7 separate regions of the Mus musculus genome follow, and regions 2, 3, 4, 5, 6 and 7 are each linked to region 1. The links are chromatin contacts, called in public HiChIP or PLAC-seq and Micro-C maps. All regions are on one chromosome and are shown on one strand. Each heading gives the region's core, a stretch centred on a gene start, on an enhancer-like site or on the middle of the called end of the contact. The rest is flanking DNA. Distances are from core to core; before and after follow the strand shown.

What was found. Hi-C and Micro-C count contacts between places; a contact is called where the count stands out from the background. HiChIP or PLAC-seq counts read pairs in DNA pulled down with a chosen protein or histone mark.
Region 2: an H3K27ac HiChIP or PLAC-seq map of thymic regulatory T cells shows a contact between it and region 1, with 7 times the contacts expected there. The contact joins the promoter of Zfyve27 here to the promoter of Tm9sf3 in region 1. A contact is called at or near these places in 3 of 39 promoter capture datasets (erythroid cells, liver and pre-B cells), 2 of 484 Hi-C or Micro-C datasets (B cells and regulatory T cells), 6 of 115 datasets of contacts at active chromatin or transcription factors (extraembryonic endoderm stem cells, memory CD8 T cells, pancreatic cancer cells and 3 more) and 2 of 9 other capture datasets (adipose tissue and liver).
Region 3: an H3K27ac HiChIP or PLAC-seq map of embryonic stem cells shows a contact between it and region 1, with 5 times the contacts expected there. The contact joins the promoter of 4933411K16Rik here to the promoter of Tm9sf3 in region 1. A contact is called at or near these places in 2 of 39 promoter capture datasets (hippocampal neurons and pre-B cells) and 1 of 115 datasets of contacts at active chromatin or transcription factors (embryonic stem cells).
Region 4: a contact with region 1 is called in an H3K27ac HiChIP or PLAC-seq map of large pre-B cells, with 5 times the contacts expected there. The contact joins the promoter of Ankrd2 here to the promoter of Tm9sf3 in region 1. A contact is called at or near these places in 2 of 39 promoter capture datasets (liver and pre-B cells) and 2 of 115 datasets of contacts at active chromatin or transcription factors (embryonic stem cells and large pre-B cells).
Region 5: a Micro-C map of embryonic stem cells shows a contact between it and region 1, with 3 times the contacts expected there. The contact joins the promoter of Marveld1 here to the promoter of Tm9sf3 in region 1. A contact is called at or near these places in 3 of 484 Hi-C or Micro-C datasets (embryonic stem cells, liver and uterus), 5 of 115 datasets of contacts at active chromatin or transcription factors (bone marrow-derived macrophages, extraembryonic endoderm stem cells, large pre-B cells and 2 more) and 1 of 9 other capture datasets (liver).
Region 6: an HNF4G HiChIP or PLAC-seq map of pancreatic cancer cells shows a contact between it and region 1. The contact joins the enhancer-like site here to the promoter of Tm9sf3 in region 1.
Region 7: an H3K27ac HiChIP or PLAC-seq map of extraembryonic endoderm stem cells shows a contact between it and region 1. The contact joins the promoter of Avpi1 here to the promoter of Tm9sf3 in region 1. A contact is called at or near these places in 2 of 484 Hi-C or Micro-C datasets (liver and uterus) and 5 of 115 datasets of contacts at active chromatin or transcription factors (bone marrow-derived macrophages, extraembryonic endoderm stem cells, memory CD8 T cells and 2 more).

Annotation. Positions count from the first base shown.
Region 1 is chr19:41,262,456-41,265,528 of GRCm38.p6, forward strand. It overlaps Tm9sf3 (transmembrane 9 superfamily member 3), which reads right to left and starts at 1,549. Exons shown (of 15, transcript NM_133352.2): 1 at 1,304-1,549. The coding sequence starts at 1,399.
Region 2 is chr19:42,169,231-42,172,161 of GRCm38.p6, forward strand. Zfyve27 (zinc finger, FYVE domain containing 27) reads left to right here and starts at 1,337. Exons shown (of 13, transcript NM_177319.3): 1 at 1,337-1,555; 2 at 2,316-2,513. The coding sequence starts at 2,317.
Region 3 is chr19:42,050,512-42,053,648 of GRCm38.p6, forward strand. It overlaps 4933411K16Rik (RIKEN cDNA 4933411K16 gene), which reads left to right and starts at 1,717. Exons shown (of 1, transcript NM_025752.2): 1 at 1,717-3,117. The coding sequence starts at 1,921. The coding sequence ends at 2,835. The region is part of intron 1 of Hoga1 (4-hydroxy-2-oxoglutarate aldolase 1); the gene reads left to right.
Region 4 is chr19:42,034,648-42,037,470 of GRCm38.p6, forward strand. Ankrd2 (ankyrin repeat domain 2 (stretch responsive muscle)) reads left to right here and starts at 1,380. Exons shown (of 9, transcript NM_020033.2): 1 at 1,380-1,475. The coding sequence starts at 1,389. It also overlaps a transcript of Ubtd1 not described here.
Region 5 is chr19:42,145,827-42,148,766 of GRCm38.p6, forward strand. Marveld1 (MARVEL (membrane-associating) domain containing 1) reads left to right here and starts at 1,563. Exons shown (of 2, transcript NM_183195.2): 1 at 1,563-2,940. The coding sequence starts at 1,823. The coding sequence ends at 2,344.
Region 6 is chr19:40,498,638-40,501,560 of GRCm38.p6, forward strand. All of the region lies in intron 1 of Sorbs1 (sorbin and SH3 domain containing 1), which reads right to left. Among named protein-coding and RNA genes, the nearest start is that of Sorbs1, 14 kb to the right of the region's middle. Within about 2 kb of position 1,499, at least 67 of the 459 cell types and tissues checked have an H3K27ac peak or open chromatin away from gene starts, as enhancers often do. A contact at or near this core is called in pancreatic cancer cells, where this site is marked.
Region 7 is chr19:42,127,367-42,130,384 of GRCm38.p6, forward strand. Avpi1 (arginine vasopressin-induced 1) reads right to left here and starts at 1,627. Exons shown (of 3, transcript NM_027106.4): 1 at 1,505-1,627.

The DNA.
Region 1 (3,073 bases), core at 299-2,798:
TAAATTTCTGTCTATATGGTCGATCTAAAACTAACAACAAGTTCCAGATTTTACATGGAAACTCAACTGTTAAAAAAAAAAAAAAAAGGCAAATACTATTTAAACTACTATACTTGCTGAAATTTAAAGGAAACCAAAAATATCTTAGAGAAAATTCACAAGTGTCGCAGAAAAAAAGTTACTGATTCAACGTTTCTCTGGAAAAAAAAACTCGCATACACATGCAATTAGATTCTAGCAGTGACTGAAAATACAACAGCCTAATTTAGAGTTTTTAATTGGCTAATCAAAACAAAGTTTTGTTCACTACAAACAAAATCTAACGTCTGCCCCTTAAAAGCAGCGTACTCCCATTTTGTCACCGATCAGCTACAGCCAAACGTTCTCCACATATTTTAAATTTAGTAAATACACAACTACTCGGGCAAAAAAAAAAAAATCACAATACAGATAAAAACCTTGAAACAATCTCCAATTTGCCAAGCAATCTTCTAGGTTTATCAGACTTTCCACACTTCCCCGCGTCTACCATTCTGAATAAAAAAATAAATAAGTGAATTCCACAGCGTTACAGCTCTAGGTGAAAGTCACTCCAAGAGTCATTAATAGGCGAGCTTTGATGTGAAGATACAATTAAATAAACCGCCAATCAACTTCAGGCCAAAAGCAAAAGTGAGTGGGGGTGTGGCCTGAGGGCTGGGTGACACAAGGGCAGAGCTGTCCCAGTTAGGGACCGACCACCCGAACAGGGCGTCCTCTGGGCACTCACGGAGCGCGGAGAAAGTTGCAAGGGAGTCCTGGGGACCGAGTGCGTGCAGGGTGAAGACGTGTCCGCGTGTAAACCGTTCACACCTCCACTTCCCTAAAGCTGTCCCCACCCCACGGTTTAAATCCGGTTCGGGCGAGAGGGAGAGAGAAGGGTAGGAAGAGGCCGGAGCCCTGCGCGAAGCGATGGGTATTTCCTGGTTGGCAAGCGCCTGGATCACCACGCATCCATCCTCCGCCGTGCTGTGTGCACAGCGTCCAGTTTCCCGGGTCCAGAGCCCGCTCCGGGCCGATCCCCGGGCAGCAGCCCCGAGAGGCGGAGCTGCGGAGCAAGGCCCAGGCAGCCCCGAGTGCTCGGAAATGCCTCCTCCCAGCTCCCGCGGATCCGGCCCCGCCATGCCCGACCGGAAGGAGCGCTCGGGCGGCCGCGGGGCTGCACCGGGCCCCCCGGGCCTTCGGACCACGCCGGGTCTGGCGGGGCGGCAGGCTTGGGAGCGGGGCTGGGGCGGGGGCGGCCGCGCGGCTCGCTTCGCCTCACCGTGTGTTCGTGCTCGTCAGACCGAGCCCGGGGCAGCAGCAGCAACAACAACGCGGCGGCCGCCGCCACGCCAGGAGCGCCCGGCAGCGGCCTCATCCTCCGCGCTCCCACAGGCCGGGCGCCGGCCCACCGACTCCTCCTCCGCCGCCGCCGCCGATTCACATCCACCGGGCGCGGACAGACGCACGGGGCCCGGGCACAGCCGCTGCCTCCGCCGCCGTCACCGCCCGCTCCGCGCCGCCCCCGCCCCCCGGCCTCCGAGCCTCTTCCTCTGACTCAGCCACGTCATCCGGCCACCCCGGCACACGCCGGAAGTCCTCCCGACGCGGGGCCGCAACCGTCGCCGGCCGTGGGGCGCCGGCGCGCGCAGGCCGCGGGGTTGAAGGGTTCCGAGTCGCCGCTGCTGTGCTGCTTGCTCAGCCTCGGCCTGGACCTGGGCCTGGGCCCTTGCGCGCCCGGCTGCGGGCGGGCTGGGGTGACATCGGCTCAGGCGCCTAGCTCGCCACGGCGTGCGTGAACACCCCTTCCCTCTAACCTCGGGCTCCGCAAGCTTCTTTATGGACGATGATTATTAAACTTGGACAGGGTCGGTTGGGTGTTTAAACATCACCGTGTACTGTTTATAGACTTCTATGCAATCAAGAGATCTGGGCTAAGTTGACATTCTTGTTCATCTGCCTACGTATTGTTTTTCTCAGCCTCAATCATAAATGTGTCCGGAAGTTCCTCAGCACTCCAATCACTTGATCTCATATTCTGTATCTGAGCCGGTAGTAATAAGGAGCTAAGTTTGGTATCTTACTCTTGTAAGCCCCAGCATTCGGGAAGCTGGACTGATTGTTGTTTATTGCATACTTGCTTGGGTTACAGCGTGAGACAAAAGAAGAAAAGAAAACAAAACGAAATAATCGGGTCATAGCGGTGCAGGCATGTAATCCCGGCACCAGGACCGCAGAGGCAGAATTGCAGAAAGATTGGAGCCAACCTTATCTACAGGCTCAGTACCAAGCCTGCCAGGCTACGTAGCAAGGCCCCATCTCAAACCAAAACGTACTACGGACTCAGAAATGATCAGAAGGACACTTCTCTAAATGTGGGACTTAGAGGAAGATTGTCTCATCCATCCGTATCAGGCAGGTTTTGGTATTTGGTCGTGTAATACCTCACAGCCAATATTCTATACCACCATACTGTGCAGAAGTCTGAAGAAGACCCCACTACCAATCTTCCTTCCCTGTCCATTCCCAAGGAGTACCAACATGATTTCCTACCAAGAAATCAAATTATGTCTTTTTTGTCCAAAACACATCTTGAATAGTTAGAACTCATAGTGGAATCATCAGTAATGGTTTCATCTGCCAGGCACTCTGATACTCACACAGACCCTATGCAACAGGTACCTTTAGTGTGTCCACTTACAGAAAAGTGACAGATGCACAGGTTGGGTGACTTGCTGAAAGACTAGACCCAGTTTGCTTCTTTAGTTTGTTAACTGCTAATGTATTACCAACCAGACAGCTCTTTAAAAGGTGAATTAGATGTGCTCTCATTGGCATGACATATCCAAGAAGCACTTACAAATGGAAAAGTCTGCTACCATTTTAAATGGTAGCATGCTAGTTTGCCTGTAGAAAACAATCTTAAGTGATTAATATTCAAACCATTACAAGAGTGATTTGCTTCAAAAATTTGTATACCCCTCTTTGGAAGTTTGTGTATGTGTGTGTTATGTATATTGTGCTAGTACGTGCTTGTGTGTGTGTGTGTGTG
Region 2 (2,931 bases), core at 87-2,586, 910 kb after region 1:
GAGAGCCCAGATTCCCAGTGCAGCTGAGTCCTGGCTGAGGAGAGCAGGCGTGCCTGTCTCTCTGAAAAAGAGATGCTGGACGAGATGTCAGTGAAGCTTTGGGGTAGCTCAGAGGAGGGGTTATTGTCGGCTGAACAGCTAGGGAAGGCTGCTCACAGCTGACTCCTGCTATGATGGCTTGCTTGGGTTTGGATGGAAGCAAGAATCGGGGCAGGCAGGTGTGACAAGCAATCTGAGGACTTGGCAAGAGTCCAGGGCCCTTGCAGGTAACAAAGAGGGTTCAGCTGGCTGAGACTGAGGCACCTGAGAGAGAACAGCAGGACAGATGAAGCCAGTGGATGCAGCCTCGTGTGGGTGGTGGTATGGCTGGGGTTGCTGGCATCCAGTGATGTATTTGGCTCAAATCCCAGCTCCGAGCAGTTTATGTGCTGTGACATTAAAGAAGTTACTTACCATGACTACAACTCCTCATCTGTGAAATGGTGATAACCCCGATAGGGTTATTGAAGGAGGAACAGATAAGATAATGTGCACAAAAAGCTTAGTGTACTGCCTGCCTGCTGGTTAAATGGAAACCCATGGGAGGTGTGTTTTAAGGGACAACAGCTGGGTCACAAGATGTGAAGAGGATAGAGCTAGGAACGGCCTGCACAGGACCTTGAACACAGCAGCTACGGACCACCGTTCCGTCTCTGCTAATGTTGTAACCCTCGAAATTACTGATACTACTAGAGAAACTTCAGTGTCGTGTACAGTTTGTCTCTGCGTTCTCACGGCAAGCACTATAGCAGACAGCTGGTTTCTGTGCTGCTGTGTCTTCCTGCAGCAAGCCAGGGGCTCTCTCACCGTTAAAATGGCACTACCCATAGGCACCTGACATACAAGATGTGTTTTCTGTCTTCCCTAGGTTCTCAGAGCTTCTATCCACATTTTCTTTCTTTTTTTTTATCCTTCTCCATCCCTGCCCCCACACGCCCCACTTTTTTTTTTTTTTTTTTTTTTTTTTTTGAGCCAGAAGCTCCCATAGCCAAGACTGGCCTTGAACTTGCAATACTCCAGCCTCAGAAACCAAAAGGCTGTGGTTACAAGTGTGTCACCACGCTAGACTCTCTAACTGTCCTTGCTGTAATGTTCCGGAGCTAGGCTGGCTCCCAGGTCCTAGGACTCCCGGGCATTAAACGAGTCATCTCTTGGGTGGCAGGAACAGAGTTAACCAGAAATTAGCCAAGGAGGGAAGAGTGCGCAGGCGCAGTATCAACGCGCTTGCTCACCTGCGCTTGGGTGGGAGGAGCTAAGCCCGGAGGCCGGACCCAAGGCGGGACGGGCGCGGTGACGTCACGGGCGCGCCACCGCAGAGTGAGTCGCGTCCCGGAAGCGACGGCGGTGGAGGGGCAGACGGTTCCCGGGTGGACCTGCGACTTCGGAGCGTCGGTGGGAGGTGGCGTGGCGTGGCGTGGGGTGGGGCGGGCCTGGCCTGAGGGACCGCTCCGGGGCTTGGTGGCCCTTCTGTCCCCCTGGCCGTTCCTGTCTCTTCCTTTCCTGGGACAGCGTCCGGGTAGGTGACGACCGTGACGCCCCAGCCTCACTGTATTTATTTACGGAGCCTGGCCCTCCGGCCCTCCCACCGCGTGTGGGTCGCCACCTGCAGGCACAGCGACCTTAGGCGTGTCCTGCCCTGCGCGGCCTCAGACAGGCTGGTGGTCTGGGCCTCTGTCGGCACTGACCTGCTAAGCCTGTCTCGCGCTTGCTTGGGTTCCCTTTCTCCCTAGCTCGTCCTGTCGAGAGTTTGGGGTCCAGTCGACCCCTTTCCAAGTGATGAATGGGAGCCAGGGTTAAGAGCGTGATAAGAGTGTTGTTAGGAGAAATTCATGAACCTCTGGGAGCCCTGGTAAGGGTCTCCCAGTGTACACTGGCGCGTTCATAAAGACTTCCCAGGACAAGATGGTCCCCCTTACCCTGACACCTGAAGGAGGAGCTAAAGATAGGAGAAAGATGTCACAGGACATCTTTTCTCTTGGCATTACCTACTGCCTTCTTTCAACAACCTGGTTATTAATGGTTTATATGCTCTTGAAAGGTCTGTGAGGGAAAGGAGCGTTGGAGGGGCTCATGAAGAGTGATAGGCTTTATAGCGAAGACATCCCCTTCACCCTGCTACTTCCTACTTCAGTAGGAATAAAATTTCTTGCAGTGTGAGATGGGTATTCGCGTTCACCTCTCACAGTTAACCTTAGGAACCACACGAACTGTAATGCAAGGGGGAAATGTGTTGTAGTCTGGAAGTGCATCGTGAGTGTAGGGATTTACGATTACAGAATGCAGACTTCGGATCGGGACCTGAGTGGGCCGGAGGCGAGCCCCAGCGGGATGCCTGAGGTTCTCTCTGAGTGTCCACCTGCCCCTACCAAGTCAGCAGCGTTTGATCTCTTCAACCTGGTCCTGTCCTACAAGAGGCTGGAGATCTACCTGGAACCCCTGAAGGATGCAGGGGACGGTGTTCGATACTTGCTAAGGTACAGACTTTAGGGTTCCTTTGTTCTTCCTCTGGGCTCTCCTGTCTCCCTGGTCTTTAGCAGTTCTGGCCAGCTAGGCAGTAGTTGGGCTATCCTTTCTGCTCTAGCGATGACTAGTTCTGGGGAGACTTGTGTGACCTTTAGGTGTATTCAGGTCTACTTGTGTTCCAGCGCTATGCAGGGAAGGTGGGAACTGAGAACCACTTGGTCTTCATCAGGACTGTAGTTGGATAAGCTCCTCTTAGGGACTGCTGGAAAGACACTGGCCTAGTATAGCTTAGAGCAGATGTAGGGATTTTTTTTCCCTTTTCTCTCTGAATATTAATGTAATTAATATTAAAATCTTGATTTTTATTCTTTTGTATGCATGTGGCGTTGTGTGCAGGTCAGAGGGCAGCTTTTGGGAGTTAGCTCTCCT
Region 3 (3,137 bases), core at 467-2,966, 790 kb after region 1:
GAGAGGTAAGGTCCCCAAAGCTTCTAGCTGTGCCTTATTCCTTCCCCACATAGAATCGACCAGAGTTTCTTCTCAAAGAGAAAACATTTTTGTGTATATAAAAAGCATTACTTCTTTAAAGGAAATGTTTCAAATAACATTTTTTTTGAGGCAGGTAAGAGGTTGGAACTCACTTTGTAGACTCAGCTGACTTGAACCCACAGAGATCTGTCTACCCTTGCCTTCTGAGCGCTGGGATTAAAGGTTGTGTGCCACCATGACTGGCAACAACTTTTAAAGACTATTTCCTTTTTAAGTGTGTCTAGGTGTGTGTCTGCATGTGGGCGTGGGCATGTGAATACAGGCACCAGATAAGGCCAGAGGTGTTAGATCCACTGGAACTGGAGTTACAGAGGACTGAGCTGCTGGACGAGTACTGGAAACCAAACTCAGGGCCTCTAGAAGAATAGCAAGTGCTCTGGACCTAGCTTTCCAGCCTCTCAGATACCACAACTTTTTTTTTTTTTCCAGCCAGGGGGTAGTGCAGAGTTAGGTGGATATGAGTTTGAGGCTAGCCTGGTCTACAGAGTTAGTTCCAGGACAACCAAGGTCACATAGAGAACCCTATCTAGAAAAACAACAAAAAATATATTTATGTTCATGAGCTCTCTGCATGTCAGAAGATGACATCAGATCCCATATTAGATAAATTGTGAGCTGCCATGTAGTTGCTGGGAATTGAACTTAAGACCTCTGTAAGTGTTCTTAACTGTCTAGTATTTTTTTTTTTCTAGCTACAAACAACACAGCTTCTCCAATGCCAACATTTGGCATTTTTTTCTTTCTTTCTCTCAGATAAATAAACTGTAGCTGTTTTCAGACACACCAGAAGAGGGCATCCGAACTCATTACAGATGGTTGTGAGGCACCATGTGGTTGCTGGGATTTGAACTCAGGACCTTCAGAATAGCAGTCCGTGCTCTTAACCGCTGAGCCATCTCTCCAGCCCCCATTTGGCATTCTCTAAGTGTGCTACTTGCCTTGAGGGAAACAGTAGCACAGGCCTGCTTCTAGCCCCATATACATAGGAGTTACTCAAGATTGAGCAGGCTAGCCAGGCTCAAAACTTTGTCATGTTTATCAGGGGGCAAATTCTGTATCTGCTGGCTATTATTCAGGCAAGATGTAGCTTAATTACCCTGGGATGGCCCTGCAGTCAGTCCTACCTGCTCTGCTTTCTCAGCCTATTCTTTGTTCTCAATTGTGACCTCACATTGTTCCATATGAGCCCCTTCCCGGACCCTTTCCCTTCTGGACTCTTCCCTGTAATAGAGCTAGGGATATTGTGCTGACAGCAGAGATGGGTCGTGGGTATTGAGTACAACACTTATTGACCAGGGATGGATATCAGTCTAATTGAGTGGTCCCAGTTTTTCATGGCCAAACTGACTCAGTATCCTCTATCCTGTGGCGGCCACTAGATCAGGAACAGGAACAAGGGAAACCGAAGACTGGAAATTAAGCAGAACAGAAGAGCAGAGAGCCTTGGAAGTGGGAGGCAGAAGAGTTAAATGATGCTATCTTTCTTTCTATGGAGAAAAGGAGACAAGACCTGATCCTTACAGGAAGCTTGCCAGACTAGGTCTGAGTGATGAGGTGGCCTTGCCTCACCCCACCCCCAGCTGCCTTCCTCACAATGGGGCTCATTGCTGAGGTGTCAGAGGGCATCCTAGGGAGGGCGAGGCAGGGGCCTGCTTGCCAGATACCTGCAGGGCTCCGGTCCCTTCAAGCATGAACCTTACCATCTGGGCTCCAGCACTCCCACTGTGCTCTTAGTTCTCTGTGAGGCCTAGGGCCCTGGAGGACTTCTTGGGGTTCCTCCAGCAACCATCATGCAGGGTGGTGCTGGGGACCGCTCTCTTGCTCGGAGGTGGAGGCCTCATGCTGTGGGCTCACAGGAAGAAAAGGAAGGCAGCCACTGAGACTACAGAAGACAAGCCTCTGGAATCCCACCGAGCAAATGACAGCTGGATCAAATCTCACTTCAGCCGCCTATCCGAGGAGAGGTTGCCCACCTACCGCTATGTCAGCAACAATGGCCACTCACCTGAAAGCAGGCATGGGGAAGTCAATACCACCCTCCACGTGGATACCCTCACCACCAAACACGGAGAAAGGGGCGCGGCTCTGCACCGAGATTCGTTTGCCAGCAAACAGAAGATATCTGGAAGCTCAATGACCAAAGAGATGCAGAGGGAGTCAGGGAAGTCCCCGTCCATGGAGGATGACACCTGGGCTGCTGTGGCAGCTTGTACGAAGGAGATTGATGCCAAGGGGCATCGCGTGGCTAACTCCATGCTGCAGCGCTCCACAACTCACCGTCGTAAAGGCCATGCAGAATCCAGGAACATCAGCCCAGAAGAGCTGAAGGCTCTGGAGGAGGTGGAGATAAAACTGAAAGGGAATTTCCTAACTCACCATGAAACTGGAGTAGCTGGGGCCAACCAATCGCACACAGTCTATAGCCAGAGTCGCCATAGTAACCAAAGCCACCATTCCTATCCAAGCCACCAGAGCAACCAGAGTCATCCCGTTTACTCCAGCTACCAGGGTCATCATCCAAGTCACTTGAGCCCCCAGAGTTATCCAAGTTACTCAAGTCACCAGAGTCATCCGGGCCACTCCAACCACCAGGGTCATTCAGGCCTCTCAAGCCACCAGACTCATCTGGGCCACTCCAACCACCAGGGTCATCCAGGTCACTCGAGTCACCAGAGTCACCAGGGTCAGCCAGGTCACCCAAGCCACCAGAGCCATAATCTGCCCAACCGCAGAAACCCAATCTATGGCTCTTGAAACCATGTGTCCCTGCCCCCCACAGGGCTGGCTCTCATACATAGGCCTGTTTTCTCTTCTATGGGGAAACCTACGCGGTCAGGGTAAGAGACTGCCAACCAAATTCCTGCTGCTTCTGGCCCCAGCAGAGGTCATGAGGGAAGGAGGAAAGGACGCAGCTTCAACAGCCCAAAGGCCCTGATGACCCACGAGAGAAGACAGGAGGCAGATTACAGGAGCAACCACAAGCCCCACACTGACTCCACATGCCTGAATGGAGCCAATAAAGCCCTGCACACCCTCACTCTGTGTCCAGGGGCTCT
Region 4 (2,823 bases), core at 130-2,629, 770 kb after region 1:
CTAGCACATGACTTCCTGTTTCACAGCACGCCAGCCAGCCGGAGCCCAGAGCTTCTGCTGGCTTGGCTGCAGATGGGCACAGCAGAGCATCCAACTGATGCTCCTCCTGGGGGCCCTAGTCTCATCCAACCTCGCTGTGTTCTGTGGGTCCTGAAAAAGGCCACTTCACCTCTGAACACAGTTTGCTTTCCTTTAATGGAGAGATGGTGCCTCCCACCCTGCCTCCTGCAGCAGTTGCTGGGACAATTATGTGTCTGTGTGTGTGTGTGTGTGTGTGTGTGTGTGTGTGTTGGGGGGCGGTCCAGATAGGAAAAGTGAAGGAGCACCCACAGAGGGCAGCATAGCCATGTGGCAACCACCCCACAGGGCCCACATGGGATGCTGTGTCAGAGCGTGGGATGACAAGCTTCCAGAAATGTGCGAGCCAGAGACAGACAGGGCTGTCTCCTCCTGTTTCTTCTGCAGGACTGTGTACATCACCAGAGGGGAATCTCGGGTGCCACTTGCAGTTGTAGAAGTATGGAACATTTGTAGTCCACTGGCAGATTAAACCTAGCTCATAATGACCTCGGGCTCCAGGCTGGGAGTCCCAGGCGAGGAGCTCAAGTGCAGGTCTGCCTTTCCTCTGTGTATTCTCTGTTCTCGGGGAGTGTGACCAGCTCCGCCCACGGCAGTCTGGCATCGCCTAGTACTCGTGAGATGGCCTTAGCTCTGAACTCTGACTTCCTGAGCTCTTAAAACAACACTAGGTTCTGCTGAGGACTCCAGGAAGATGAAACAAACAGATGGACAGGTTCTGTTCATGGCTAATGGACACGCCATGCAGCATAGCCGTGTTTCCCTAGGGCCCATGGGACCCATAGCAGCCACCAGAGGGCAGCAGCCGTTCCAGCTCTTGCTTGGAGAAGGTCTCGGATGCCCACAGGTCTGCTGGGGCTCATACTTGGTTTTTCAGGCTCCCCTGCCTGGCACAAGCTAGACAGCATTTCTGGGCATCCAGCAGGTGGCACTCCAGCCAGACCAATGGCAGCATGTAGGTCCTTTGCAGCCCGTTCACCCTGGCTAAGACTTAGCCAGTTCCCAGCACTGAGGACACACTGGACAGGCCTCTTTCCCGCAGCTGTCCTTCGGGGCGGTGTGCCTTCTGGCTCTGGTAGGCCAGAGGTTAGGGGAGGGGCAAGTTCCCTGGCCTGGACAGTGGCTTCCCATGCTCCCTGGGGCTGTCCGAGGTGAAGGTGACAGGTGGGGGAGGCAGGTGGAGAGTTGAGCTAGTAAGCTCATGACAGATGGAGAAACGAGCCTGTGAGCTAATGACAAAGGCGCCCAGTGGGCGGGGTGGGTGCTTGGGCCTATAAAGACCCCATGCCCTGTGGCTTGCAGAAACAGTCATGGAGGGTACCATGGAGGGGCCCGAGGCGGTGCAGAGAGCCACAGAGCTCATCGAGCAGCGGCTTGCCCAGGAGGAAGAGACTGAGGTGGGAGCTGAGGTGAAGGGTGTCGGGGAGGGAGGGAGGGGGGCCTCAGGGTTAACGGTTGGTCCATCTGTGCTGTCATGAGAAGGGAAAGTCGGCTGCTACCTGGGTCCAGACAACATGCTACTTCCCAGGGCCCAAGCGGGATGTTCCTAACATGGTTGTGGGTGGTGGGAGATGGGGCTTCAGCCCCGCAAACAGGCACTTGGAGGGGGCAGGCCTTCCCGAGACCCTGCCCACTCACCTGGGCTTCAAGAGATAGACTGGACTGGACAGAGAAGACAGATGAGTATTCTCTGGGAAAACCAGAAAGGTAAGGTCCTGACACACACACACACACACACACACACACACAGAATGTCCCCTGGATGCCAGGGCTGGTTGCTGCGGGAGAGCAAACTGACAGGAGTCAGGAAAGGAGATGGGGAAGGGCAGCTGGGACTTAGCCAGGACTGTTGGCAGAGGCCTAATGCACACACGGGTACGTTTTCTCTTGGCTAAGTTAAGTGGGGCTGGACTACTGACTGGTCCTGCTCTACATCTTATTCAAAAACAGTTGAGCCAGGTGTGGTGGTACAATCCTATAATCTCAGAGGTGGAGCCAGCCTGGGCTACATGGTGAGATTACCCCCCCCTGGGGTGGGGGTAGAGGACCAGGAGCCTAGAGTCCAGTGCGTAGGGCGAAGGTGGGCACTAATTGTAACCTTTTATTTGTATCATCAACTAAGAAGAAGGCAGAGGGCAGAAACGGGCGTATGGAAAATGGAGAGTAGTGATGAATGGGTGGGTGAGCCCTTCTGGTCCTCTGGGACTACTCTGGTCAGGATGGAGTGTGAGCTGGACCTTTGGGATTAAGAAGTGTGGTCGGGATGTGGGGAGAGGTACTTGAGGCTAAACAGCAGATAGATAAAAGTGGTCATGAAAATGTGTGACAGACACCAAGAGCTGGGGCTAGAAAGAGGGCCAAGGACAAACCAGAGAAGACCAGGTAAGAGGTGCAGGCTCCGTGAGCAGTGAGGACCACTGACTGTTAAGAGTGCTGTGCCACTGTCTGACCTGTTATAGAGCCGGTTCTGATGTTGCTGATGTTATTAGAGGGGGAAGGGGGAGCCTATCGGAACTCAGAGGCCCCCATCATTTAAGAGAAGTGATGAGCTCAGATTTATCAAGGGGAGTGTGGACAGCAGCCGAGCATCCCAGGAATCTCGCTCCTCCCTCCCCCGAGAGCGTGTGCCCATGGCTGCTGCTGCTGGACAGGAACGTCATCTGCTTGTCATCTCTGGAGTGTGGCCACAAGACACTGGAAGCTTCTGTGAGGGGACACGGTCCTCCCCCATCCATTCATCTAACA
Region 5 (2,940 bases), core at 313-2,812, 880 kb after region 1:
GCTGGAGAAGGAGCTGAGAATTCTACATCTTGATCCGCAGGCAGCAGAAAGAGACTGTGTTCCACAGTGTTCCAGCTTGAGCACATGAGACCTTAAAGCCCACAGCCACAGTGAAACAGGTCCTCTAGCAAGGCCACACTGATTCCAACAAGGCTACACCTCTTAACGGTGCCAATCCTTATGGGCTAAGCAGTGAGTTTATGTGGGATGTATCTATTCAAATCACCACACTTAGGTCCAGTACTATTCCTGCAGCCAATTGGCAAGCAACTCCATTTGTATGTACTGAGGGGCTCCTACATGCCAGGCTCAGGCAAAGATGGATAAGCCAGAATAGACCAGTTTTTGATGTAGTAGACTCAGAACTAGGGATGATTCAAATGGAGGCCCAGACAAACAAATAATTGTCAATGTGGGGAGCTCAACCTTAAACCAGTAAGTGCTTAAACTGGGTATGTCTGCTGGTGAGGGAGTGTCTGGAAAATAAAGAGCATTCTGAGTTCATGTGGGAAACTTGCAGTTCATAAGTGACAGAGTTTGGACATGAGTTGGGGAAGGAAGTGGAAAAAACCCAAGAAACTGGAAGTTGGTTGGGGACAGATTATGTAATGTGCCACATTGACAGGACACAGCTCCATACTGGGTTGGGAACAGCCAGGTCAGTTGTGTAACATTGCTGAAGCACAAAGGTTGGCTCTTTGGTGGGGTGGAGAGCAGAGAAGCCATCTCTGGCTTCCTGGTCTGAAACCCTTCAGTCTTCAGGAAAAATGAAAACAACTATTGCTCTCCTGTCTTGGGTCGCGGGAAGCTTACATAGAGAGGGCCCTGTAATGTCAATGAACCTTGGCATCGTTGGGATCCTTGCCATCTAGGTCAATAGTTAAGCATACGGGACATGCCATCTCTGAGACCTAGGCCTGTCCTGACCATGTTAGGTGACATGTTTTTAATCTAAGCAAGACGCAAAGATGGCCAGGAAGGAATGGTCGAAGTGTTTGGCGTTGCTATGCTCTGTGCGCTGTGGGTAAGGCAGCTGGGCCTCCAGTGAGTGATAGTTTTCTTACACTGACCAAGAGACCTTCATGGCAAGACAGTCTGAGACCAGCTTTGGACAGGCGAGTTTGTGGTGGGCAAGTGAAGGGTACTGAGGATGTCCCAGTGAGAACAACTGTCAGTTCAGACCTCCTGCTTACTCAGGCTTGATGGGACGCCTCGATGGGAGAGAATTATGTCTCCAGTCTCCTGTGACTGGAGAGAATCAAGAGGGTCCAGCCACAGGCTGGGCAGAGGCTGTTGTAGCTTTCTTCTCGAAGACCTAAGATCGGCCAGGCCTGCGAGGCAGGAAGGGCTGGGGTGGCTCCAGATGTGGCAAACTTGGCCCAGCAGCCTGGGCAAAAGGCCTGTCATGGGCCAGGGGGGTGCGGGCATTCAGCCCTGGCTGCAGAAGGAAGGAATGGGAGCGGAGGAGAAAGGGGGGGTAGCCAGGGTGGAGGGCGCGACGGCAGGAAGCTGGGAGGCGCGAGGAGGGGTGGAGACCAACGAAGGGGACGGCCAAAGAGCGAGTAGGAGGGCTGGAGAGAGGGAGAAAAAGGAGAGAAGGGAGGAAGGGTGCCGATGAGAAGCAGCGCTGAGGACTTGAAGTAGAGGGAGGAGGGCAGGCCTCGGAGCAGCGGGAGCAGCGGGAGCAGCGGGAGCAGCGGGAGCAGCGGGAGCAGCGGGAGCAGCGGGAGCAGCGGGCCCGGGCTCGGGCCGCCCCCGCGAGCAAGGCGCCGCCATTCCGCTGCTCGGGGCGCCGCCGCCGCCGCCGCCGCGTCCGGGGGCCATGCTCCCGCCGCCCCCGCGCCAGCCGCCGCCCCAGGCGCGCACGGCCCGCGGCTCCCTGCGCCTGCAGCGGGCTTTCCTGCGCGGCCCGCTGGGCGTGCTGCGGCTGCTGCAGCTGCTGGCCGGAGCCGCCTTCTGGATCACCATTGCCACCAGCAAGTACCAGGGCCCGGTGCACTTCGCGCTCTTCGTGTCCGTGCTCTTCTGGCTGCTCACCCTGGGGCTCTACTTCATCACGCTGTTGGGCAAGCAGGAGCTGGTGCCCGTGCTGGGCTCGCGCTGGCTCGTGGTCAACGTGGCGCACGACCTGCTGGCGGCTGCTCTCTACGGGGCGGCGACGGGCATCATGATCGACCAGACGCAGCGCCACAGCTACTGCAACCTCAAGAACTACCGGCTGCCCTGCGCCTACCATGCCTTCCTGGCGGCCTCTGTCTGCGGCGGCCTCTGCCTCGGCCTCTACCTACTCTCGGCACTCTACGGCTGCTGCCGTCGCTACCAGGGCAAGGAGGAGGTGGTGTGAGGCCACCCGCTCCACCGCGGCCCAGATCGGTTTAGGGAATCCCTCCCGAACCCTTCCTGCCGCCGCCTAGTGCCGGTGTGCCCCTGCACCCTCTCCCTGCCTGCGTTTCCACTGCCCGCGCCCTGGATCCCCGACGTTCAGTTCTAGTCTGACTGCTGTACCGCAGCTCAGCCCAGATATCAGCTTCCAGGGACCCACGCAGCCATCCGAGGCGCCGACGCACACACCCAGTTGGGCCGCTTCAGGCGAAGCCTGGAAGTCCCTTTCCTCATTCCCTGTCGAGAGCTAGACGTGGACAGGCGCCGCCGCGTAGATCCGGGGGAGGCTCCCAAATTGGAACCAGTCTTTGGACTGCGCCATTGCCCCCTCCCTCCTGCCCTGCAGTCGGAAGAGCATCCCTTCCCTGCCCCCTCTTCCAGCCTAGGGAGGTGTAGAATGCAGTCAGGCAGCTGCAAGAGGAGCTGGGGACAGGCTTTAGCTAGTGCTAGGATGGATGATGGATGACGTCTTTAGTTGTAGTTTGGCTCTCTCCCTGCGCAGCCCTACGTCTACGAAGTCTTTGGGTGGAGTCAGCTACAGAAGTGGTGGATAGCAAA
Region 6 (2,923 bases), core at 249-2,748, 760 kb before region 1:
GACTCAGAGACCAATAACAATAAAAAATGAGCCAACCCTAAAGGAACCTGAGTCTCCTCTCCAATTCTACTCTCCTCCCGTCTAGCCCACTCCTGACCTCCAACCTCTGGAGGACTGGCTCAGCCCTACCCTAACCCTAGCCTCAAGGGCAAGCCTAGCAGGTAAGCTCTCAGGCACCCCCAAACTTCCTGCTCCATCTTTTCTGAGAAGTCCAGAATCCCAAAAGATCCCTAAACGCTATGCAGGTTGCCATGGGTACCACCAATCAAAGGCTCCTGGCCGTTTAATGACGGATTAACTATTTTACATATTCCAGCAGCAGTCTCTCTGACTGGCCTACAGTTAAAAATAAATAAATAAATAAACGCTATATTCACAAAATTAAGGACTCACTTAAAATAAATTCAAAAGCAAGCGCACGCAGCCCACAAGGTCTGCACCCTGCAATCAAGGGCATCTTTCCTGAGGGTTCCTTGCGAGAGCCACCTGTGGAATGCAGAACCACAGACCACAAACTCCTCTGCTCGAGCTGAGAAAGGAAAATTTATTCACAATGAGCCTTCAGGTGAGCACTTAAATAGCCCAGAACTTTAATAATTAAAGATAACGCCAAGAACGTGGACTGTCATGCAGGCTGGCTGGCAGCCGTGGGGCCTCCCACAACAGCTGTCTTGACAAGGCGCATATCTTCTATCAGTGCGCAGGGATGACTAATATTTCCCAGTTCCCAAGAGGCCTCGCCCCCTCACACCTGCCAGTGCTGGCTCACTTATGCACCATGTACCACAAAGCAAACAGAAAATGGTCTGAGAAGGCCTACAATACCTTGGTCAGGGTTTGAGGGCCTGGCAATCTGATTTTCAGCAGACACCACCAAACCCTGCGGAAGCCTGAGGCTCTCCCGGCTTCCTCCAGCTTCTGTAATTTCAATCCCTGTTGGGATTTTGCTATCCCCGGAGCCTCTGTTCTCTTTGTTCGGCTTAAAAACAGTTCCTACTCTGGCCTTAGCTTCTCTCCCAGATCTCTACTGACCAGGCCACTGGAGCAGTGATTTAGATCTCCCAGCTCCAGTTCCAGTCCTACCTACCTCATCCTCTACCTTCAAGATCCTGCCAGTCCCCTGTCACAGTCTGCCATGCTCACTGTCTAGGAAGCAAGGCCAAGAGCAGGAGAACCCAGTATCTGTGCTGCCCTGGCCTTAGAAAGACTCCCTAAGAACAAGACATCAGGAAAATGTCCCCATTTCCCACCCTACTTGCTAAAACAAACTGTGAGCCTTGGCCAATACATCCTGTGCTCACAGGAGACAGTCACCCAACCCTGGCATTGCCCTGACTAAAGAGAATCCATGGAGAGAAAGGTAACCTGCAAATGATTTTGTATGTTCGTATATCAGAGAAGGAAACTGCTCATGTGCACAGCTCCCAAGTACCACACAGACTCTAAGCAATAGGAGACACTCTGGAATCTACAGTGCATGCCCTTTCACACTGGGAAACCAAGCTCAAAGGTCAGCCCTCCAGGCTGCCGTGAATAATCAATGCACAAGGTACTATATAAATGAGTAATGAGTGTTCATGCTGACTGGTGAGCAGAAGGGCAATTGCAGGATCTACTCAACACCTATTCCTATTGTAGCCACCGTATATAAGGCACAACACCCACCTCCCCCACCCAGATAGAACATCAAGGCAAAAAATGGGACAGTAAGGCAAATGGCTGACAGAGCCAGTTACAGGTCAAGCTTTAAGCACCCAATGCTCGCGAGTACCAGCATTCAGGCAACCTGCACTCACTCCTTCCTGATCTTGAGAATTCAGGCTGTTGGGAAGTCTCCTCACAGGAAGTCAGTGCTGGATCGGCCATTTATAGGCACGTGCCTCACATGCATCACTAGACTTGTTTGCCCTGTGCTCCCAACTTGGACGAGACATGACGCCACATCCCTCACCTATATCTGAAGTGCCCGCCTTGCCTGAGTGGTCCCCTCCTACCTCGTCAGAGCAAATATACCCATCCTACCTCAATACCAGAAACACACTGCTGACTGCCTGCCTGTCAGGGGACACCAGGCCCCTTTCTCTCCCTTAACAACACTTAATTAATGAATGAAATAGACTAGAGTGGTGCTGAGGTAAGAAGCCCAGACCCCGCACATGCTAGGCAACTGATCTACATCTCTAACCATGTTAGATGTTGTGCGTGTGCGTGTATGCGATATTTACATAGCCCAAACTGCCCTCAAACTGCAGTCCAGTTCTGGGGTTCTTGTTGTGCACTGCCACCAGCTGTAGGACACGTCCTAAGCTAAAGCTCCATATAAAAGCAGGGCTCTACCTGCCTGCCATCCCTGAGACCAGCATCAGAACTTTCTCTTCATTCAAGAAAATGAGGCGTCCGTAGCTAGAGCAGTGTGTTACTTTAGATAGGCCTACTGGCAAGATGGGGCAACGGTGGGAATGACATCACCAAGACCTGAAACCCTGAAGAGCAGATCAAGCCCCAACTGCTACCTGACCCAACTTCTGTCCCTTTTGTCATCTGAACTCCTCTCGTGCACATTTCCGTTCTAGCATGTGATGTGACCCCACTTCTCCCCGAGGACAGAGATGGTAGGAGGACTCTGTGAGGACAAGACGGGGCAAATCAGAAAGAATGAGACAGAAAAAGATCCAGGGTTTGAGTGATCAGCCTGGGGAGACAAACTGCGAACACACTGGCATTTTCACACGACCAAAGCAGTCCCTGGCTTTGAAATCATCACTTCTGCCCTGCTCCGGGTGCCCAGTGGATCAAGGAACACAGCTTCACCTGGCAATATTCTTTTTCTAGTCTCCAGTCTTCTATTTGAAGATGCCTCACGGGCTCTGTAACTTCTGCCCTTGTTTCATTCTCTGTAACGGTGCTTACAGGGATGGAGGAC
Region 7 (3,018 bases), core at 377-2,876, 860 kb after region 1:
CCAAGAAGCTCAGTGTATACTTGAACAATGGTACATTTTAAAACTGAAAAGCAAAAGCATGGGGCCGTTAAGATTACAGACAGAGCTTTCCTTCTAGAGCCGACATAGAAGATAAGCTCGGATCCGTGCACAGACCAAGCAAGTAAGGACTTGTCGCAAAACACTACAAATGGACCCTAGAGCGTCAGAATGAACCCCCAGAGTAAATACTGAGGATGGCAAAGTTCAACATCTTTTGAATTGGGCATTAAAGGAAGGACATACTATAGAGCTCTTAACTCGACGCTTCTCTGCCTTGGAAGTGAAGAAAGAAACTGGGCCCCTACTCCAGACCCATTTTCAGGCATGACTTGAAAAATGAACTAACAGAGCAAGGAAAAGATCCTTTTGAAAGAATTCAAAACCCCTAAGGTGGCAGTGACGCTGACCACTGAGTGACCTTGGACAAGTCACTTTTCCTTTGCTTTGTTCATCAATCAAAATAGTGAGAGGGAAAATCCTCACTGGGTACAGAGATGAAATATGAATGACCATCCTAGTACCTGGCCTACTGTGGACACTCAACATTGTACATTGGTTGAATGAAAAATGATGCGAAGAGAAAGCTATTAACAAGACTATATAGAACCATGGCCGTGGTTAATTTAGCACTGACGTACAAACTACTCAGAGGGCTTCAAAGACAGGCTCATCTGTGCACTTTTAAAACCATGGCTACATAGAAGGAAGCTTGCTGCGTCAAGCAAGAAGAGCACTTTTGAGGACCTTTTGGTCCTCCTGTCAGGTGGCATCCTAATCCCCTGTTAGCGGGCACTATTGTTAAACACATTTTCCAGATGAAAAAGCTGACCTCTTGAAGTGGTGACTTGCTCAACTCCACAAGGCTGGTAGGTGATCTTAGGCTATTAACCAGGTGGTCAGACCTGGGCGCCTTACCAGTGTTACTTTCATTCTTTCCAGGTGGCTGAGAAGGTGGTCAAAAGAAACGTGGGGGCAGAAGGTTCTGAAACCTCTAAGACCGTGCCATCTTCGTCTGGGGGTTTTGGAGGTCGCCACTGATTCGCAGACAGGATTCCCACGCCAGCCTCTTCGCTGGACTTAGAGCAAGCGGAGCTAGAGTAGAGCCCTCTGGGAAGTTAGATCGGTGTCGGGTCAACCTATTGCCAGTTCCAGGAGACCCCAATCGGGATCCGGCGGCCAAGACGCCTACTGTAACCTCTCTCGGGCTTTGGGAAAAGGGCGAGCGCAGCTCTGGGCTCCTGCCCTGAAAGTGATCACAAAGGCCAAGCGGAGGTGACTGGCTGGCTAAGAGATTGAGAGAGGATATCTTGGCCGAAGTTACAGGACGACATCCCCACCACAGTGAGCCCCAGGGCTCAAAGGTGGCGACTGACAGAGAGAAGCCCCTAAGTGGATCTAGGATGTGAGACCCAGCGGATTCCCAGCTGCGACCGTCGGCCCGCGCGCTCCCACGCACAGCTGAGCCGGACCGTGGCCTACCTACCTGGTTGCCTTAGCTGCCCGAGGCAGGCGGAACGCAGCCGGGAGCCTGGCCGGGCCACCTGGATCACGGCCACAGTTCCTCAGAGAAAGTGCTCCGAGCCCCTTCAACAGCCAATCCTCGGTCACAGCCTTAGAGCGAGAAGCCGAGCCAACTTCGCCAAATCGAACGCGGAGCCTTCGCGGACCAATCAGCTGCTGCAGGGGGGAGGGGCGTGCCTTATCCCTCCCTTTTCCCGTGCCCGCCTCCAAACCCAGTGCGGAGATTCCTTGAGTCCAATCATCTAGGGAGTATCGGCGAGGGGCGTGTCCTCCGGGTCCTCCCCATCCTCCCAGCTCACCTGCCCTCCCCACGCCTGGAGGCGCCCCCTTGATTGACGTCAGTCCCAGGGGCGGGCTCTGCTTTGCGGGCACGCAGGCGGGGCGGGGTCGCATTCCTGACACGGGGTGCGGCTGGAGACCGCGGGCCCTGCAGGGTACACGTGACAAGTGCCCCTTTTCTCTGGGTCGAGTCCAACGCACGTGGCGTAGGGTTTCACTGTTAAGATCCTCATAACCTACAGTTCCTAAAACTCCCTTCACCTCCCGGGCCTCCTGGGCCTGCATTCAGAATGATTTACAAATCTTGTAGCGACTGTGCCAGTTTGGTTACCTAAGGAGAACTTAACAGCTCTTTGGACATCTTTCACTGAGACCCTTTCCAGTTCAGTTTCCTTGACGGGCTGTAAGAGAACTGCAACCCTTACCTTGAGGTAGTTAACAGCCTAGCGACAGAGGCTAACACTGAACCACCACTTGGTATGTGACTACAATCATGATCACATGAAGTTGAAAGAAGGTAAAGAGGAAGGAAGCATCTTTGAGAGGTCCTGGAAGCCACAAGAAGGAGCATAACCAGTAAAGAAAGGAGCTAACGTTTTTAGAACGAGGAAGAATGGGCCTGGGCAGAATAAAGGAAGAGAGGGAAGAAAGCACGCTGGAGCCAGGACGGCTTTTCTCCAGAGGGATAAAATAAGGCCTGGAGATCCGCTATAAATAGCAAGGTAGCCATGGTGGGAGGATGTAGGTAGGCAGTGACGTTTGCATTTGCCCCTCTGAGGCTCTATAAGCAAGGAAATAGAGTGATTTGTACTTATGAATAGGCATTCTGCGGTCTTTACAAGTCTTTACAGAGTGACTATAATGTGGTCAGCCCTTTACAAGGGTTAATTTATTCCCCACCACCAACAACAACAACCGTGGCGTGGCACTAAATTTGCATTTTCAGAAGGTCTCACCAGTTCCAAGGAAGCCGGGTTGGAAAGGACAAATGACTGCAGGGGATCTGTGAGGCTCTTTTTTAGTTCTTCACTGCTGTGAGCATGCTGAGAAAATGCTCCGTCCCTGAGCTACTGTGTGCCACTTCTTGTCTGTCTATCTGTCCGGCTGCCTTTCTGTTTCACTGAGATGGGTTTTACTTTGTAGTTCAGACTGGCCTGGAATTTCCATCCTCCTGGCTCAGCCTCTTGAGTGCTGGCA